2 separate regions of the Mus musculus genome follow, and region 1 is linked to region 2. The links are chromatin contacts, called in public Hi-C maps. All regions are on one chromosome and are shown on one strand. The core of a region is the stretch at or near the end of the contact, and the rest is flanking DNA. Distances in the headings are between cores, read along the strand shown.

What was found. Hi-C and Micro-C count contacts between places; a contact is called where the count stands out from the background.
Region 1: a Hi-C map of cerebellar granule neurons shows a contact between it and region 2, with 2.7 times the contacts expected there. The contact joins two enhancer-like sites. A contact is called at or near these places in 2 of 484 Hi-C or Micro-C datasets (cerebellar granule neurons and cerebellum).

Annotation. Positions count from the first base shown.
Region 1 is chr10:50,194,513-50,200,661 of GRCm38.p6, reverse strand. No RefSeq gene overlaps it. Among named protein-coding and RNA genes, the nearest start is that of Gm35632, 5.7 kb to the left of the region's middle. Within about 2 kb of position 1,726, at least 8 of the 459 cell types and tissues checked have an H3K27ac peak or open chromatin away from gene starts, as enhancers often do. A contact at or near this core is called in cerebellar granule neurons, where this site is marked.
Region 2 is chr10:49,636,651-49,643,048 of GRCm38.p6, reverse strand. The region is part of intron 2 of Grik2 (glutamate receptor, ionotropic, kainate 2 (beta 2)); the gene reads left to right. Among named protein-coding and RNA genes, the nearest start is that of Grik2, 150 kb to the left of the region's middle. Within about 2 kb of position 2,943, at least 7 of the 459 cell types and tissues checked have an H3K27ac peak or open chromatin away from gene starts, as enhancers often do. A contact at or near this core is called in cerebellar granule neurons, where this site is marked.

The DNA of each region.
Region 1 (6,149 bases), core at 477-2,976, 560 kb before region 2:
TAATGGTTCCTAGGGAAACTGTGATCCTCTACAAACGACCGTGATTGAGCAAGTCTTTGAAAGATGGTTTCAGCCAATATGGGGCTAGAGTGACCTGTCTGGTTGGCAAATGAAAAGACTCTCTGAGAGGTCTGCAGTGGAGCACACCCTCGATAATGTGTGCTGTCCTGCTGCAGGCAGGTAGGGAAGGTTCAAAGGGAAAACATACAAACAAATTCTTTCCTTAAAAGGGAAGGTGGCATCCAGATGCCCTTTAAAATATTCCAAGCAGAGGGGAGGAGCGTTTGATGATTCCAGGGTCCAAAAGGCAGGGGTGCGTATGAGTTATAGAACCAGGTAGAAAGATGATACAGTCCGAAATAATGTATAATTGAAAGAGCATTTGGAGGCAAAGGCCTTTGAGTAGGCTCTCTGGAGTGACAGTTGTAGCTGCTTCTGCTTTTACCTCTGCAACCAGCATCACTTTTGTAAGGCTAACCTGTGTTCATCTCTCCAGTAGCTTTTCCTTTGTTTTGGGAGGAACTGGAGTTTATCCATCTTAGCATTTCTTACTCACACTAGATGTCACTGTTGCTTGCCTCCTAATTTCAGTCCTAAGCTTAGTCAGTGTGATTGTTCAGTGTGGCAGTCATCACCCTGAGGCCACTCTTTGCCTTACCCACACAAAGACACACACATAAGGTTTAATGAGACTCTGGTGCTTATAAAACCACTGAAGTGTTAAATAGCTTAGGGTTAAACAGAGCTTCTTATGTATATATTCTAAGAAGCTGATTATTTAGTTTTTTTTTTTTCTTTCCTTTTTCCCTTTCTGCATTAGGGAATTAAAAGGCTGTGCATGAACTCAAACTGGAATTCTATGCAAAAAACAAACAAACAAACAAACAAAAAACCAAAACCAAAAAAGAACCATTTCTTCCTACTGTAAAAATATGGCATTGCATTCCTAAATTCAAACTTGGTTAATAAAGGGCTTCCTGACCCTCTGTTTCGGGGAGTGGGAAAAATGGTGTGAAATTATACAGATATGTTCATCACCTTGATGTGTGGTAAGCTATTGTCTAAGAATGTATGCAGTGTCTTTACGGTCTGTTCTAGTGGCACAACCATGAATGTTTTCTTCATCTAAAACAGATGAGGGATTCTGCCAGCAAAAGAGAGTGTTGGTAGTTATTTGGGCAACTGGTAATGGGGCAAATGTTGAAGTCCCTTTTACTATAAGAACCTGAAGTCACTGATAGCCAGGAAGCTATTGTTTCTTTTTTCCCGACAGAAACCTCTTCAGTCAAGAAGAGTTTTCAGAGAAAGGGAGATTGAAATAGGCAATATTGCTAATTTTCATTTAAATTTCACAGAATACGTTCACTAAACTATTCAGTAGAAATATTTATTGCATAGCTGACATGTCTCAAGCACTACTTACAGTGCTAGGGACACCATGTTAAACAAAGGCGAGCTGGTTCTCCTTGTGGACTGTTGTGAGATAAAAGAGGCCAAAATAAATAGGAGACGACTTTGTCTCCTTATAGTGCAGTAGAGACTGAACCAGAAGGAAAGGATGGTGAATTCTTGGGTACATGTAGGTCTGTGCTAGGCTGGTAGGAGATAACAGAGTAGACGGGAGGACAAAGACTATTTGTACAGAGAGAAACTTGACCCACAGGTCCTACTTCAGAGGGCTTATTCACAGAAGGGAACAAAGGCTGAACAGGGCAGCTCGCATGGGAGAGGACAGAAGGCTGGAAGTGATGACAGGTGAGGATTTGGATCTACACATGTAGGAATCTTATGTGTCACAGGATCAGGGCTTAGATTTTTCTTTTTTTCTGAGTGCAGAGGTGAATGACTGTGAGTTTTTAAGGAATGGTAAAGTGATTTGGTTCGTCTTTTAAACAGATTGCCCAGAATGTTCCCTGAAAGCAAGCAGGGACCCGAATGAAGAGTTAGGCCATCTGTTAGAAAGAAGGAGCAGTGAGCTGAGGGAAGATGGTGATGAATCGGGCAAGGTCACCGGGGGAAAGCTCTGAGATCATTTCTTCAACAGTCCAAGGCTTGAAGTTCCAGTTGGATTTTTTTTTAAACCAGTTAGTTATGATAGAGAGGAAATAGGTAGTAGAAGAGGAAGGGACCAGATATTAAAAGGGCAGAAAAGGACCTAAGAGCATTTCCCTAACAGCTAACTCTATCAACCAAAGTCCTTTTTCACGCTGCAGCACACTTACTGCTATTCAGAGGACAAAGGTGAGGAGGTGAGGGTTGCTTTACTCTCATTAGAGGTGACAAAGAAAAGAAAGCGACAATGTCAGTAGCACAACATATGGACTCCCCTGGGGCCTGAGGCACAGGACCTCATAGTTACCTTTAAAGAAATCCTTAAGGGACCAGGAGAGGGGGTGGGGGTGGATACTAACAGCTGTGCTGAGCTTCCCAATAAACCTTCATGTGAAAGCTTAAGAAAAAGAGGGTGGGAAGAAGGTATAAAAAGGTACAGCACACACCACTTATGTGGGGCTGAGTGGCAGATGGGCCTGTCGTTCACACACCTTACTGTATTAGTGTGCTCACACACTGACTTCAGCTGATTCTCCCATTACCCCTGTAACCAAACGCCAGCTGCACACACATGCCATAGGGCCGAGGGAGGATGGTTTACAACCTTGCTGTTCCATAGACAGTCTGAACTGGAATCCAGAGCCTTGGGCTCAGGAATCATGCTTTGGTGGCTCCTAAAATCTTTCACTGGTTAGATACAGTTTTTCCCAACTTACGTGGAAGTGGACATGTGGAATGTTTTTCTCAGTGTTTATTTTTTATGAAGAAATCTTATCATTTACCAAAAAAATCCATTTTCTTAGTTTTTACTGAGTGTTTATAAAATATTATATATTATAGCCTGACCAGGATAAAAATCTTTGATGTTTTCTTTTATCCTGATCTAACTGTCCAATGCTTAAAAACCATGAAGGCTTTTGACATACAAATAAACACTATGAGTAGCTAATATATTCCTGTCAAATATTATTTTAGGACACAGAACAATAACGTGCTGGTTATCACTGGTAGCCCCTTACAGTAGGGAATTCTCCAGGCATCATTCAGGGCTTTGCTGCAAGTGTCAGAGGGAGATTCACCTTAACTTCAGCAAGAGGGCTGTGCTGTCAATATATCAGGAAGCTCTCTGGTTAGTTGAGAGGCCTAGAGATTGAGCAAACTGACAGGAATGCAGGCAACAAGGAACATAGTGAAGGTCACAACAAAGGAACAGCCTAGAAAGGACCCACTGCTACTGTGCCACACTAGCACCACCCCCACCTTTGTAGATGCTTCGTGGAATGCACCCCAAGCTGTCTTTATTTCTTTTTGTCACTTGTGTGCAATTCCAAATGCCTGGCAGAATCATCAGATTAGCCAAGCTTTAGTCACCTGCCCAACCTGTAGGTGATAGCAAGAGGTTGCTCTGAATCCTTTAGATATTCAGAGATGACCTTGCCTTTTACCACATAGGGAGTTTCAGATATTACACAATGAAGAAGCTACAAACATGGAAACTGAGAGAGCAGAATATTTAGGCATAAAATATTCATAAGAAAAATTTAAGGTATCTTGAAAAGGCAATTTGGTTATTGAAAGAAACTACATCAATGATCTCAGAATAGCTTGAGGGCAGGGGAGGGGGTCACTTCCTCTCTATTTGCATACGGATGATCTTGCCAGCCATTTGGCTTTGTGTTGAGAATTCCAATATGTTATTCTGCAGTTATTGGAACAAAGACTGGTTAGCATCTTTCTCCCATTTATTTCATTTATGTCTGATAGGCTTTGTGGGAATAGTCTGCAACCCAAGTCATCAGAAAGCCTTTTACACTTTCCTTCTGGCTATGTCTGATTTTCAGTATGCTTGGAGTAATCAGCTTGTTTGTTTGTTTGTTTGTTTGTTTAATGGAGCACATTCAAATCAGCTCTTCTCCCTGCCCCAACCCCAAAGGAAGGTTGTGGTTTTGAATTTTATTATTCCACTCAGAGATTATGCATTTGTGACACCATATTCTGAAATGTACACTGCCAACCTATTATATCATTCTGAAAATGATGGGACAAAGTTTTAATTCATGCAGTAATTATAGTGTTTACCCCTAGCTTTCAAAGCAGAGATCAGAGGACATCCAAGGGACTGTTTGAAATCTTCTTTAATGTAGCATGCTTACTTTTATTATGCAGGAATTTTATGTTCCTGTGATAGGAGGATAGTCAAATTAGATCCATTAAAAATGAAAAATGTCATTATTAAAAATGTAGCCAAAATAAAATTAACAGTGTTAAATGTTATGGAAATTGCAACTGTCAGAATAAAGCATCAAGGAACTGCAATAGAACTATTTATTTAAATCTACTTAAAGCAACCAATCATTAATCTTGTCTTAGCAGGGACTACTCATTATAGTCTTGATGCAGTGAGACGTTACTCAACAATTATTTATGCCCCCTATTCACCTGCAAAATCTATGAAAATTATGACTATAGGAAATAAAGTGTTTGTATCATTCAATGTTCCTTAGTTCTCTTTCCCTCAACATTTATGTGACAATTTCAGATATATTTCTGAAGTGTATAAGTATGGTACCAAATAAGCAGAAGAGACAACTTCCATTAGACCTTTGAAAAGAGGAGCAGATACTCTTTCCTTGTTAGAACAAATATAGAATTAATACATAGAAAAAATAAGTTGAAATTTCAGTAAAATTCTTTGCTGTGTATATTTTAGAGGAAAAAGTTCCCATTTGAAAGAGAATAAGTGTTATGTGTGTTATGTTTCTAGCATGTACCAGCTGTTTATTGTTTCTTGATATCACACTGGCTTCCTATTTGACCATTTCTCAAAGGTTGAGTATGGAATAAATCAGTCTTCTTTCTTCTCTTCTCTCCCCCACCTGCCACCCCTCCTTTTTTCCTCCCAACTCCATCTCTCTCTCTCTCTCTCTGTTATCAGTGTGGTATGTGATATATGTGTGTGTTGTGTATTAATGTAAATATGCAAGTGCATATATCCCTGCATATGCACATGTGGGGTCAAGTATAGGATGCCCTCCTCCAATCTCTCTGTCCTTTTCTGGAGAGATGAGGCCTTTCATTGAACCAAAAACCCATTATTTCTGCTACAGTGGCTGGTCAGCAAGCTCTTGGAGCCTACATTTTTGGATCTCAGTACTCAGTTATGAGCACACAGAACTGTGCCTGGGTTTTTTACCTGGTCCTAAAGTGTTATGACCACATGCTTGGATACCAAGCCCTCTAATACACTAAGCCACCTCTCTAGAACAGCAAACATGTTTTCTACTTTATCCAACTTAATCTTTGAATTATACCACAAGGTAAGTACTATAAGCTCCACTGTACAATTAAAAAAATTGAGGATGAAGAACAAGGGTATACTTGTACCTGACCTTGGTCTCTGTGTCTATACTGACCCTCTGTATGGCACTGAAGCCTTCACACAGACTACCTTCTTTAATGTCCTTGGAGTAAAATCATGTTATTGCTTACCATTTTTTTTTTTTAAGATTTATTTATTTATTTATTTATTTATTTATTTAATGTATGTGAGTACATTGTTACTGTCTTCAGACAGATCAGAAGAGGGCACTGGATCCCATTACAGGTCGTTGTGAGCCATCATGTGGTTGCTGGGAATTGAACTCAGGATTTCTGGAAGAGCAGTCAGTGCTCTTAACCTCTGAGCCATCTCTCCAGCCCCACTTACAAGGTTTTATTTGAGAGCAGAGGTCATATTCCAATTTTGGATATCTCTTCCTTACCTAGGACTTTGAGGTTCTCAGAAGACCATCAAAATGATTTTTCCATACCTACAATGAACCTCTCACAGAGATCACTAGAGTGTTCTATCAGAAGTTCAGGAATCCTTGGCAGAGACTTTAAAGTTATGTCCTTGTAGCTAACTGAGTATGATAGAGATTGGGGTAGATTCTTAAAATCATGACCAAGAACAAAGGTCTGTTGAGGCTACGATTGAGCAAATTCCTCTTAGAATAAGAATTTTTCATTGGGATTTGCACAGCTTTTTGGTGGTGAATAAAAATGCGACTTTCTAACAGTGTTGCATATCTGATCATATTCCAAGCTCTGAAGAAGGC
Region 2 (6,398 bases), core at 1,694-4,193:
TAATTTTAGATTATGCTTGTATTTTCTTAATATTTCTCTAGCATTATATATGTGAGTTGCTGAGGAGAAACCCACAGAGGGTCAAATGATTTCCTGCCTGTAAATGATTTCCTTCAGAGGGTAAGTGCCTCTATGAACTTCAACTTGATGTTTGTACAGGAAATATCATGCACTGTCTCCATAGTGTTTATTTCAAATGAGAAAACCAAAAACTGGTTTCTGTTATTTTTCTTTTCTAAAAGCAACTAAAACTCTGAGACTGGGGCCACATGCAACCTATTCACTTGAATAGTACCCAAATGGCTTTTTCTCCAGGAATGTATCTCTAGATTCTCATTTTATACTTTAATTTATACATTATTCTTTGTGATAGACTTGTTGAAATAAAAGAAAAATGTTCTTACACTCTTAATAAAATCTAACCAGGCTCTACTGTGTTTATTCTGAGTCATGTATAGCACAGGGCTGCACCAACCTGAGAAATGTCTGAGAACATGTAACATTGTACAATAGTAAAACAGAAAAGTGAATTTATGTTCTTTCAATGGATACAACTTGATTTTTGAGAATATGAGAAATATATCATTAGCAAAGTAGTAAACAAATATGGTGCAGATATGGATGACACCTTTTACCATGAACAGGCGGGCCTCAACTGAGTGAATCTTTTCAATGTTGACATACTAGGAGAATGGCTACATAATCCAGGTTGGAAGCTCCATTCCTAACGACAGCAATTTCCTAAAAACTCTTTGGATAAACATAAAGCTCTTAGATTAATTATATAATTGGCATTATCACAAATTGTATTTTTATTCTTTCATTTTATTTTCCTGTCTTATTTCTATTCAATCTACTTATTTTTCTTATTTTCCCTACCATATAGTACTTAGTACATTCCCTGGACAAATCTTTCTGTTGCTCCTGTTCCTCTTTACCAAGTACCATACCCATCTCCCCCACTCCACAAAGTCAAATAAAGTCTTTACTCAACTGTTAACTCTGCTGTATAAAAGCAGGGCGTGGTGGCATACACCTTTAATCCCAGCACTTGGGAGGCAGAGGCAGAGGCAGGCGGATTTCTGAGTTCAAGGCCAGCCTGGTTTACAAAGTAAGTTCCAGGACAGCCAGGGCTGTACAGAGAAACCCTGTCTCGAAAAACCAAAAACCAAAACAAACAAACAAACAAAAACAAACAAACAAACAACCCCCCAAAAACAACAAAACAAACAAGAACAACAACAAAAAAAAACTATGCTGCATAAAATTTCATGATTGTTGTCATTAATATAAAAAAGCCCAGTGTAATATTGAAATGTGAAAACAATAAACATGGAAAACAGTTTTCTAGAGTTTACATATTTAGTGCTGAAAGAATATGACTATTACAGTTCTCCTAAAAGTGATTTCAGCCAGAGTGATAAATGTTTCTTTCACAGATCAGAATCTTTTCACTTAAGCATTGCACAGTAGCATTGCAGAGTGATTAACCTGGTGTCCCGATGCTGGTTCTGTGAACATATTCCATACTTTATCTCTACTTTGTCTTTTAAGTTTAAAGTTATTATGGATGTCTTCTATTTTATATTTGGAAGGCACTACAGTAAGGAAGATTAAAGGGAAGACTGGAAACAAATTCAAGATGTGAAATTACTTTGTCATTTTCCATTTTCTTTCCTTTGCTAATAAAAAGTCACTTTACAGCATGAGATTTTCAGCAAAGTATTTCTTAATAATTCCGTATTCTAGTTTTAAGACAGAACAAGAGATCTTAACATACAGAATTGTTGGAGTTCTGTATGATCTAAATTATATATATATATATATATACATATATATATATATATATACAAGTTTGTATATGTATATATATGTATATATATATACATATATATATATTTGTTATTTTTATTGTCAAGACAATTGTACAATAACGAGTTCCCTTTGACATTTTCATACTTTGTTCAAAAATACAAGTGACCTACACGCAATGATTGCAGCATTGGTGTGTATGAATATTTACACTATTTTATTACTTCCTAAATTAAGCTAGTTAATACATATGTAGTTTTAGGACCTTTCACATTCTGCCTTTTCTATTTTCCTGTAACTCTCATTAATTTTAGCTACTTTATCTCATGTTTCATTCTGAAGTGGATTCCTTTTATGTACATTATTGCATTTGACTCTTTTTTTTATATGAGGTGTAATACCAGTGAAAGCAGAGAAATTTTTTAATGATCCTTCTCTAAATTACAAACATATGTTAGTTGCAACATGGTGGCACCTGGGTGGTCTATTGCTTTCAACATAGCTATTACCATAGTCTACTTAGTCATATCCTTGATTATGATTTTATTAACAGTTATAGTATATTTAGGACTTTGAGAAACTTATGTAAACACTCCACACTTACTATATCAGTTACTCTTTCTAAAAGCCATATAAAGTGTGTAACATCATTATTCTGACATAGACATGGAAATTAAGAAATGTCATGATTCCTCTGAGTTCATCATGACCTCATTGTCTCAACAAAACCCTTGTAGCTGCATTGTTTCCTCAAACATAGTACATTGTTCCTTCTCTAATTTGATCCATATTTGAAAATGGCCAATGAGTGGATGACAAACCTAATGTCCATCATTTTCTTTAGGGCAGCTTTGAGGATAGATTTGGGGGATACTAAATGGGTTCAATGATTGAATCCATGGATTGGTCTGTCATTTTGGCAGGCATTGAATTAGAGGCACAAGCACGTACAGCTTCCATTGTGGCATGAAAGGAGAGTGAGTTCCTGTGTCTGGATTCACAGAATACCTCTAGGACAATCAAATGTAAGAGGCCCAGCTACAATGAATTACAAAAATGATGGCCTGTAGAACTGCTCTGTGTGGAAGAGTCCAGCTGGGTGGTGTGGGGGAGGAGGCTTGGCACTTCACAGAGACAGATGCTAGAATGGATATTGCAGGTGGTTTTATGTTCCTTCATGGTGGGCTCATTGGCAGATCTTTCCCTTGGCTCTTTCAGTTTAATCCAAACCGGAGGTGACACTGTCTCTCTGCTGGCAATGACCTTGCTCACCTTGCCAAGGTTTTCCCAATACACATTAGAAAATATTTTTTGTTGGATTTTCATCTGATTTCAGTGAAGCAACACTTTTCTTTTAAATTATAGTGAACCATTTTATGGATGGGACATCTATCTCTACTATTTTGATTTTGAACCATATAAGTGCCAAGATAATGACATCTATTTAAAATCTTGTTCTTGGTTACATATATATGTAACATTTGCAAATATATATTTAAAACCAAAAGATAAAAGATAGCACTTGCTGAGTGGTTCCCATGCATCAGTGTTTCAGAAATTTATATAGATTCTTACTTTTAAGTTTTTCTTATTCGACCAGTTTTATGGGAAACTATAATTACCCTTAGATTCCAAAGAAAAGAGAAAAGAAATTGAAAATTATTAACTTACCTAAGACCACAAAAATGTAGCCAATTAGGTCTTGCAGTAATTCCACTATATCCAGAAACTACATTTTAACCAAGACACCACTTTCTTTCGTATAGTCTTCTTTCGGCCAGGTACTTTATTGCACAAAACATTTTCTGTACTCATGAACAGAAAAATGCATAAAAAGCTCTTTTGCCTAGACATAGAAAATTATAGCTTGCATTGTGTATGTGTGCGCACACATACACAAGTTTGTGTGTGTGTGTGTGTGTGTGTGTGTGCACATGTGCACGTGCTGTCTGTGTGTTGTCTAGTTACTACTGGCTTGAGAATAGGAGACCTGAGTTTTTATTTTAATCAGAAACATTGAACTACATGAAAAAGAATCCTTGGCAGCAGCTGTATATTCTCACTTTGACTTGAAAATTACATTCATTGATATCTTTTTAGTCTTTGAAAAGAAATCTATTGTCCATTATAGCTGCTGCTGCTGCTCTGAACCCTTTTGATAATTGTCCATGCAGAAGCCTGTTCTGTGTTCTTTGAGAAATAATAACGGTATACTGTACTTCACAGGTGCGAACGTGAAATGATTTGCTCTATCATTTTGCTTGCTTAATTTACAGCTTTCTGTATTTAATTATGCCTATTGTTCATAGATTGGATATTGAGAATCCAACAAAGATGATATTTTGAATCAGCTTTGTAATGTCATTTAGTAGGTCTTACACTGCAGGATACTTAAATCTTTTCTTCAATTGTGACAGTTTGGATATCCTCAGGGGTTCCAAGCTGTCTTCAATTATACCAGCTATCTGAATGTGGAATGTAAAAGTACTATTATAGTGGAAAATTAAATATTATTTTCCCCAGTTTTACCTTTTTAATAGTTACTAGCTTCTGCATAGTCACTATTTTATATATATATATATATATATATATATATATATATATATATATATATATATATAATTTTGTATATGTATTTATAAAATTATGTGCAAGCCTGCTGTGGATATAGTTTCTTCAAAACCATATATTGTCACTGGGTGGTTGAATACCTTGGATATATGTCTATATTACTTTCCTAATTATAGAAGTTTAAGACTGCTATATTTATTTTGAAAGTGAGATAGAATCATGTAAGTTTTATGATCATGGGAATTTTGCTGTTATTTCTGCATTCCCCTTGTTTTGAATGGTATTGAAAATCTTGGGCTTGAACACATATGTCTCATCGCGTGATACTACCCTGCGTTCAAAAATGGACAGCTTTATCTGATGTGTGTGATCTCAAAATTCTTGCTGCCACAAGATGCTGAAAGTTGTGCTTGATACATTATCCAAAAAACCACTCAGAATGAAATTTAAAAGAAGAGAATAATTCTCTTTTTATAACTGTTTTTTTTTCCTGGCAATTTTTAATGTGATTATTTGGGAATGCTTTGCATGACATTGGAAAATTAGTGGCTTGGGTGACATCTTGGCTCTAGATGACTGGAGGTGATCACTTGTTGATTCCCTAAAACCTTTTTGCATTTTTGAATGCTGTTACTTTGAGCCTTACTAGTTTTTAGATGCATGCCAGGCTAAGGATGTGTCATTTAATAATCTATATACTTAACCACTATTCATGGACATGCAGTTATTTTTGTTGATTCCTTTAACAAATAAAAGCTTCTGCTCCCAGAAAGAACCTGGCACAGTTTAGGTCCTGATAATAGAGGTGAACAAGACCAACGTGACCTCTAACTTGGCCAGACCCATGTTAGGAATTTTGAATGTAGAGATGTAAGCGGACATTCCTGTACACAATCCTTCTAACTATTTATGCTTTGGTCCTGTTAGCTTTGCTCTTTTCATTGTTGGAATCCTATCTTGTCACAAAAGCCAAATGGATACTAGTAGGAAATAGCAATATATTAACCTATCAGGCAAGATGTGATTGTAGGGGCCTCTCACTTTCTGATAATGTGGCAAGGGTTATACATTAGGAGGGTGTGGGTAAAGCTTCAGCATCAAACATCGTGCTGACCTGAGGAAATAAACTAAAATGAAAAGTTCTGGATGAATTTTAATTTGTTCTGTGAGCAGGCTTATCTGTATAAGGAGTGGCTGGGATTGAGTCAGTTTGTGTATCTGGTCCTATACTATAGGTAGAAGGAACAGACCATCTAGTATTGTAGAAAAAAAGAATAGCATGAAACTGTGAGGAAGCTCATAAAAGTGTTGGAAAAAAATCAACTCACACACTGTCATCATTTGGCAGTTGAGGAAGTTTCGGTTGAAATATCTCAAATGGCATGTCAGAATTGCAAAAAAATTCCTGAGCAGTTTCTCGGTGCTGAAAGAGTGAAATGAGGTTTTAACTGCCTGGGTTTTAAGATGCTAATCCTAAATATTAACCCAGAGTTTCTAGATTTCTTTTTTTTTCTTTCCCTCTGGCAATACTTTAATGGGCTTATGTGATTATTTTACTACTTATGCGTTCTCTTCTCTTCTCTCTCTCTCTCTCTCTCTCTCTCTCTCTCTCTCTCTCTCTCTCTCTCTCTCTCTGTGTGTGTGTGTGTGTGTGTGTGTGTGTGTTCAAGTGTTTGTATATATGTTGAGGACAGAAGTTAATATCACACAGCCCTCTTCAACTTTCTTTTGGAGGCACAGTATTTCTCCTGTACTTGAGGTTCCCTGCCTAAGCTAAACTGGCCGACCAGCAAGCTCCAGGTTTTCTTGTGTCTCCCCCCTCAGCACAGGTATTACAGGCCTATGTCAGTACACTTGTCTTCTTAACAATGCACTAAGGATCAATCTAACGTTCTTTGGATTGCCTATCAAGCACTTTTCTGAGACATCTCTCCCACGTCTCCTTTTGGAGGTCTTTTTGGGTGAATCTTGTACATCTATTCTTACTCCTGCATTGTATTGTACAGATGATAATT